Linked DNA regions of Mus musculus: region 2 is linked to region 1. A link is a contact called in public promoter capture Hi-C data. All regions are on one chromosome and are shown on one strand. The core of a region is the stretch at or near the end of the contact, and the rest is flanking DNA. Distances in the headings are between cores, read along the strand shown. Region 1 overlaps Wwp1 (WW domain containing E3 ubiquitin protein ligase 1). Region 2 holds the start of Atp6v0d2 (ATPase, H+ transporting, lysosomal V0 subunit D2).

What was found. Promoter capture Hi-C pulls out the DNA fragments that hold promoters and counts their contacts.
Region 2: a promoter capture Hi-C map of macrophages shows a contact between it and region 1, with 7 read pairs. The contact joins the promoter of Atp6v0d2 here to the enhancer-like site in region 1. A contact is called at or near these places in 6 of 39 promoter capture datasets (the C10 cell line, the SN4741 cell line, cranial neural crest and 3 more), 1 of 484 Hi-C or Micro-C datasets (bone marrow-derived macrophages), 4 of 115 datasets of contacts at active chromatin or transcription factors (bone marrow-derived macrophages, effector CD8 T cells and embryonic stem cells) and 3 of 9 other capture datasets (adipose tissue, liver and pancreatic islet).

What each region holds. Positions count from the first base shown.
Region 1 is chr4:19,678,563-19,682,725 of GRCm38.p6, reverse strand. The region is part of intron 2 of Wwp1 (WW domain containing E3 ubiquitin protein ligase 1); the gene reads left to right. Among named protein-coding and RNA genes, the nearest start is that of Wwp1, 28 kb to the left of the region's middle. Within about 2 kb of position 1,510, at least 13 of the 459 cell types and tissues checked have an H3K27ac peak or open chromatin away from gene starts, as enhancers often do. A contact at or near this core is called in bone marrow-derived macrophages, liver and macrophages, where this site is marked.
Region 2 is chr4:19,920,878-19,924,755 of GRCm38.p6, reverse strand. It overlaps Atp6v0d2 (ATPase, H+ transporting, lysosomal V0 subunit D2), which reads left to right and starts at 2,190. Exons shown (of 8, transcript NM_175406.3): 1 at 2,190-2,388. The coding sequence starts at 2,259.

The sequences.
Region 1 (4,163 bases), core at 261-2,760:
ACAAAGTTGCGGGGCTGGATTGGGAGGTGTCAGCAGGAGTCATTTTACTTAGGGGTAATCGGAAGCTTCACATTTGAGGTTTTGAAAGGGATGTCTATTTCTGATTCAGGAGCTGGGTTTTTGTAGGTAGTAAGAGAAAAGGGCCCATTGTGAAAACTTCAAGTAACTCATAGGTCTTGCAATGACAAACAGAGCTGAGGTTAAAAGGGAGGAAGGTTAGTGTTAAAACAGCTTAATCAGAACTATAAGGGATGAGGAACAAAGTGCTTACAACTGAGTATGAGATAGCTTAGGAGACATAAGAGCAAAACAGATAGACAGGCCAGTATTGGTGGACTGGCAACAGATAGACGGACCAGTATTGGTGGACTGGCAGGCTATCTTTTGTGAATCTTGTCCTCACTCCTGAGAATGTACGCTGGGAACTATTGCTGTTTTACACATTCTTACTTCTAATGTAGGCAATTATAACAGACTAAGTAAAAATAGTTTCTAAGAAAGCCTCTACTTATGTCAGGAAAGAGACCCAGAACTGATTTATAAATCAGGAGTTAATAAGAACATCTGTAGCTGTTCTCTGATGGCTGTGAGGAACAAAAAGAGCTTAGTGTGATTAACAGCACTGAGACACCTACAGGATTGGAGGTAGCAACACTAGCCAGTAATTACTAACTAGCAGACAGTTAAGGCCCACAACTTTTAAAGCTGAAGTCAGAGATGGACAAAGCAGGATTGGGGGCTTCAACTACCTGTCACTGGTGAACTTCATGTAAACAGATTATGGATAATCTCTTTGGTTGAGACAGGACATGCCTAGAGCAAATGGGCCCCCAGTGGCTCAAGCCTGTGATAGCCCAGTGGACTAACCAATCTCATAGTGATTATCTCATCTCTTCCCCAGTTTTTACCACAGTTCTAGAAAAATCACAAGACAAAATAATTCAACGTTTCCTCTCTTGGCATCTCTTCCACTTTTGGGACTTCCTTTTAACTTTCATTTAAATTTACTTTAATATCTTTTAACAAAGCTTGTGTTTGCTTTGCTTGCTCCTATGAGTGTCCATGTCCTTAATAATATTTGGTAAGAGAGTGAACTCAGAAGCTACTGTTCCAGGTTGGCCTTTGGTAGCAGTGAGTGTCTGGCATCCTGTATTAAGCACAATTGTGTGGTAAGAGTGCCTGTCACTATAAAATACCCTGAAATGTTACCATCCTTGTAATGATCTCATGGGTTACTGTCTTTGGAGTACCAAAACTGATTGTGCCATCTGCCATAGGCATTTTAGTGGCCCACACTTGCTCTTGCTTCAGGAGACACCTGCACAGTGCTTTTCCTGGAATCAACCTCAGTATCTTAGTATTGAGTGCCTCAGTCATTGCAGCAGTCCATGTATCTGTTGTTTCTGTAATACTCATATTTGCCTTCAGAGTTTTGAGAGTATTGCCTCTTCTAGGTTTGAGACTTATCAAAGCTGTTTTTGGCAGGATTGCCTGTCCATTTTTATTTGTTTAATCCTTATCTTGAATTCAGTCATGGCCAAAAGAACAATCACTTGTCCCTGTCTTTGTCCTGTACATCATAAGCAGTATCAACTTACTCTCTCACTTAAAGACTTCATTGATGCTATGGGCAGTACTTATAGAATCCTGGCCTATAATTTAATGTATTTAATCCCAGCACTCAGAAGACAGAGGTAAATGGATCTCTGAGTTTGATGTGATCTTTCTGTATGGAGCTCACGTTTTATGGTTCCTGTTTAGAAAAGGTGAAAACTAAGGAGAGGTGGAAGTTTTAGTTAATAATTGCTTTGATATTGATTAACTCATTTGGCAATGGGTGTGTGTGATAGAACAAGGTTAATTGGTGTACACTAAGTTATATTTAGGATAAGTAGGTTAAACATCTGTAAATGACTATAGATAGCTATAAAGTATTAAAAAGCTAGAAGATTTTGAATGTTTCACCAAAAATAAAAAAAAAAATAAAAAATTGAAGCAATAGATATGCTTACTCTGGTATAATATTTCACAATGTAGACATCTATTAAAACATCATTTTGGGGCTGGATGGATGGCTCATTGGTTAGGAGCACTGGCTGCTTTTCGACAGGATCTAGTTTTAGTCCCCAGCACCCATATGGCAGCTCACAGCTATCTCTCATTGAGTGCTAGGGAACCTGACACTCTTGTGTAGCCTACATGGGCACTGCATTCATCTGATACATACACATACATGCAAGCAAAACCACCATACACATAAAATGTTTTTTATCAAATCACATTGCACTCCAAATGTATGTAGAGTTTAGTTGTCATTTACAGTAAAAGTAAATGCATAAATAACAGGATAAAGTTGGCTGTGGGCTCTATGTGAACTGTATCTTTTCAATTTTTTTTATAAATCTGAAAGTATTATAAAGTAAAATATCTGTTTAAATCAATTTTTATCTTTTTTCCAAACTTAGATTAATCGTTTTCTAGTTTCTTCTTGATTGGCCATACTTTATTTCATCGTCCATTGATAAAATTAGAATGTAAAAGTATACAGTTGTAATTTTGAAAGTCCCTGAGAGTCAGAAACTATTGGATTGGATTTTTCTTGACTTCCTTCCTTCCTTCCTTCCTTCCTTCCTTCCTTCCTTCCTTCCTTCCTTCCCTCCCTCCCTCCCTCCCTCCCTCCCTCCTTCCCTCCCTCCCTCCCCCCTCCTCCTCTTCCTCCTCCTCCTCCTCCTCCTCCTCCTCTTCCTCCTCCTCCTCCTTCTTCTTCTTCTTCTTCTTCTTCTCTCTCTCTCTCTCTCTCTCTCTCTCTCTCTCTTCTTGTCAGGGTCTTGTGTAGAACTGGCTGTCCTAGAACTCACTCTGTAGACCAGGCTGGCCTCAAACTCAGAAATCTGCCTGCCTCTGTCTCCCTAATGCTGGGATTAAAGGTGTGTGCCACCACTGCCCAGGTCTTCTCTTCACTTACTTACAGGCTCAGATTAGGCTGCTCTTCATTTTGGGTAGCCCCAGTGGCTAAGTGAGAATGTTTTCCTGAGGGTCTATATAAATGGGCTGCTAGTGTTCTCATGGAATTTTGGTATAGGGCCTCACAATGAGCTCCCTTCACCTTGTAGCAGGCCCAGTTCTTGTCTCTTTGACCATATGCTGCCACCATCAGCCTACATATCAGGATAATATGTCTTTGTCTATACACTCTCCATTTCTTTTATTTATTTATGTGGGGGTGGAGCAGCACATGTCATGCTGTACTTGTGGAAATTAGAAGACGACCTGTGGGATACTAAGAATGAACTAAAGTTGTCAGCTTTGTCCTCAAGTCACTTCATACACTGAATCGTCCGGCCCATCCTTTTCTTACTATCGTATTATCTGTTTGTTTGGTTTTTTTTAAGACTATCATTATATAAGTGTGGTGTAGGACTGAATTTCTTATATGATCTTAACAGCTGATTGCTCTCAAGTAGATGTCATTCATAAGCCTGCTTTCTCATCTGTAGAATAAGAACATTGAACTGAATGAGGTTTTGATCATAGATTAGTAACTCTTTTCTTGGTGTGTGTGTCTGCACATGCATGAGTGCATTCCAACACATATTATGTGCAAATCCAACCAAGCGAGAAGGGTGTGATGATTTTAGAATATTGACCCCTAAATTTAGGGAAAGGATCTAATTGGAGCACAGAAAAGACAAAATATGAGGAAAGCAAGATAAGTATTAAAAGCAAGATAAGCATTAATAGTTGTTAGTATTTCTCAGTATTTTCCAGAATATCACACTTTATGTTTAATAGGTTAAAGGTTTAGCCTTGAGATATTTGGTATGTAGAAGAAAGCTGTAGTTAGCTTTTTTTTTTTTTTTTTTTTTTTTTTTTTTTAACAATTCTTGGTTAAATGTACAGTTTAAATTTTTCTTAGCAGGATTAGGAGAATGTTTTTATTCTTAGGAAATACACACTGAAATATTAAAGAATAAAGGACTACATACTCAGGAGGTTTCAATAATATGTAAATATATAATAAGTATCAACATATTTATATATATATATTCTTTTTTATGTCAACATATGATCCTGGATTCTTAGTGTTATCATTTGCGTTGTTGCTCAAATTGACTCATCTATGGTTAATGGTCACACTCTTATATAGTGTTTCTATACTGTCT
Region 2 (3,878 bases), core at 941-3,440, 240 kb before region 1:
GGTACTCATGTATAATGTGATGATTATAGTTAGTGCATGCTTGAAATAAAAGTGGAACAATAGCATCATGTGGCTGAACTTCGTTTGTTCTACAGAATATGAACATTTAGTTTTGTTTTGTTTGCTGATCCAGATGAAAGCTTTGAAATACTATGAATGGAGAGGAGGCTCAGAAGTTAAGAACATTTTCTGCTCTAGCAGAGGACTACAACTAAGTTCCCTGCATCCCTGTCAGGTGGCTTGCAACTGCCTGTAATTCTAGCTCTAAGGAATCTGATGTCTCTCCTGAACTATGCAGGCACCTGCACGCACTCAGCATACATACATACATACATACATACATACATACATACATACATACATAGGTGTATTCATATGAACATGAATAAACATATATAAGCCCCTTTTTAAAAGTTTTTAAATTCAAGGACAAAAAGGTCCATTTTGCCTGTTTTCATGGGATAAGTACTCCTATCATGGCCGGCCAAGAAGAACTTCCTGGGAGCACACTGACAGATGGAATGTTTCCCTGTCAGGTGACAGGGTAGCTCATTGCTACAGTTTGCTAAGTAAGACTGTTCCAGGGCCTGGTTCAATATGTAGCACAATAAAGGGAATAAAAAGGGAAAGAAAACATCCAAATAAAATAGATATAACATCAAGGAAAGTAATAATAGGGAAACATAAGAAAATGATAAAAACTTTGTTGTCATACATTATATGTAAATTTCCATCCATTTTTAACTATATAAAATGACAACATGCAGCCAAATTAGACCTACAAAAATGACAAATAAGCTCATATGAATGATTCATGATAAAGCATATTCAGGATGTTTACAGATGGCGGAACTGTAGGAGAGCTGACTGTGGCAATACAATAAGAACCTTGGTCTCTGGTCAATTACAGATATTCAGATATAGGCGCTGAGCAAAGCTAAGAGTTTGATTCTCTGTTTTGGTTTTTTGTTTGTTTGTTTGTTTTTTTAAACAAAACAACTACAGGAGAATTTACACAGATTGGAACTTTTCTACTCCTTGTCAGTTTGGAAATACTGAGGGAGCCCAGAGAAGCTCTGACGCCTTAACTCTATGTGATCACTTGACAGAACACATAGGAAATCCTGCCCCAGAAAGTCATGCGGAAGACATCTGATAGTCTGTGAGCTAAGTTTATGGGAAGAACAGCAACCTTTTTGGAGTATAAAACTCAGCAGTTAAGTGCCCACTGCATTAACATCTGCAGCGCTGCCAGCTGTGCCTTCTGAGCTGCCTCACAGCTTTGGAACTCTGACTTCTTATCTGTGACGTGGGGAGTCATAGCATCTGTCTCAAAGTAACCACAGGCAAAAAGGAGAATAAAGAGAGCATAATCATCCGCCGAAATGCACAAAGGTAGAGGCTCCGAGTATAGACTGTTTAAGAGATAGCTGGCAGCCCTTGGCAATGTCAAGACATTGCTAATTTGTTTAACAGAAATACACTATATTACAAAATTATCTCCTCTTTTAGAAATATTTGTAGTTGCTGTTTTCTTTTTTAATGCTTCCTGATTATTTTACTTTTTGATACAGGAGTTTCACTCTGTAACCAAAGCTGTCCTCAAACTCATGGCAAGTCTTCCGAGTATCTTCTCTCAATGGCTATGTGTTAAAGGCGTGAACCATCACACCCAGCATTTTTCAGTATTTTAAAAAGGAAAGTTTTAGGCTGGCCAATGTGGCTCATGCCTTTAATTCCACCATTTGAAGGCTGAGGCAGGTGGATTTCTGAGAGTTCCAGGCCAGCCTGGTTCATAAAGTGAGTTTCCAGACAGCCAAGGCTGCTCCCAAACAGAAAAAAAACCCTCTGTCTCAAAAACTAAGAAACATTTGTTCATATTAACAGTGCCCCCAGAATGAAATAAATATAATTTATAATTAATGTACTAATGTGGAAAAGGTATATTTACAACAACCTGGTGTCACTGGCAAAACTGGGCATGACCTTGGACTGTGCAAGGGAAGAGATGCCAGGACCCCTCCTCTCACCTCTCCTCCTGACAGCAAATTCTCTCCAGTGCACTCAAACCATTGGACTGACTCACTGTTGTTGTAAAAACAAGACCCAGGCACTGTGTTGACTGCCTCTGAAACTGGAGCAAACTAGTCAGAAGCACCCTGACTATCAGCTGAGCGACCACAACACCCACACTTTCCCGGACCAGGGCCAGTGTTCAGTTGCTATCCAGGACTCGGAGCCACTTCAGCCTGAGCAGTATGCTTGAGACTGCAGAGCTGTACTTCAATGTGGACCATGGCTACCTGGAGGGCCTGGTTCGAGGATGCAAAGCCAGCCTCCTAACTCAGCAGGACTATGTCAACCTAGTGCAGTGTGAGACCTTGGAAGGTAAGCCACTCACCTCATCCCATTAAAGCAAATGAACAAACATGTTGCTCTGGGGAAAGAAGGGAAAGGGGCTTTGATCTCCTGGGCAGAAGTCCTGAAGAGGTTCTTGGTCCTAGAGTTCAGCTGCCCAGGGGCCTGTGGTTTAGGGACCTTGGTGGTGAGAAGTAAAATATCTCTGTTTCCCATATTGTCTACATGCGATTTAATATTTCCTTCCAATCTAAGGTATTTAATTATACTTTAAAGTACTGTGTTTCCTTTGTCACATCTATTTTTATCCACATAATTACAAACACTATTTAGCAAGAACCTTCACCAGCCTACCTAGAGTCTATGTAGAAAAAAAAGAAACAGATAATATGTTTGGCTTGGAGAGATTTTTGTCTAGCTCCAGTTTTTCAGTAATGATTGGAGAATTTGTTTGAGATTTTCCTTTAGCTGAAGGGCAAGAGGAAAGGAAAAGCCAGAAGTGTGGTGGATCTACCATGTGTTAAAATCCTGACCTTGACTTCTAAGTTAGTGACCTGGTTTTTTCTAGGCTCTGAGCCTCGAAAGTCCTCCCATAGGCACCTGGTAATAATTCCTATTCAGTTACTAAAGGAAGAACAGTGAAGCACTCAATAAATGATAATTTCCCTTAATTGACATTTTTCTCAAACGTTAACCAAGAATATACATCAGCAATCATTTTATTAATAAAAACATCTTTGTTTATTCATTTTGAGAGATGTCTAGATTATTCTAGAAGATGTAAGTAAGCACTAAGGGAAAAAAACGTTTAGAAAAGGAATTAATTAGTAGATGTGGAGGGGAACAAATCATGTTTAAAAAAATCTGACAGTGACTTTCCTGGCTTCCTCGTAAGGTTGAGAGGAACTGGGGTCACTCTTGTATAGTTGCGAATAGTTACAGCCAGAGTTAAATGCCCAAGGTGAGATTAACCTTGCTTTGCCCTTGATTTTTTTTTTTTTGTATAGATAGATCTTTGAGATGAGAATTCTATTGACTACAAACAATGATACATAATTCCAAATACAGCATCCTCAGTTGGGAGTTTGGTGACGAGGAAATGTTAATTACTTATAGAAATGCATGTATAAATTAAAGAAGGGGAAAACAGGAACCTTAACACATGGCAGAATACTTACTCAGAGAGAAGTCAGCTGTTTGGATAAATGTTTTACAGTTTTGAGTGAAGCCTCTACAAGCAATAAAAATGCTAATTTAAACCCAAGCAACCATTAAGATGTCTTTGTGACAGCAAACACATGCTGCTCATACAAGGATTCAGAGAGAATCAAAGAAGTTGCATCAAAGTCAATTCTAGGGCAGAAAATGCAAAGAGGATACAAATCAAGACTTCAGAGTTACCACCAGGACCAGCGAGGTGGCTCAGTGGTTAAGAGTACGTTCCGCTCTGACAGGGAACCTGGATTCAGTTCACAGCATCCCCACTGGACCCCTCACAGCCATCTAATATCGCCAGGGCC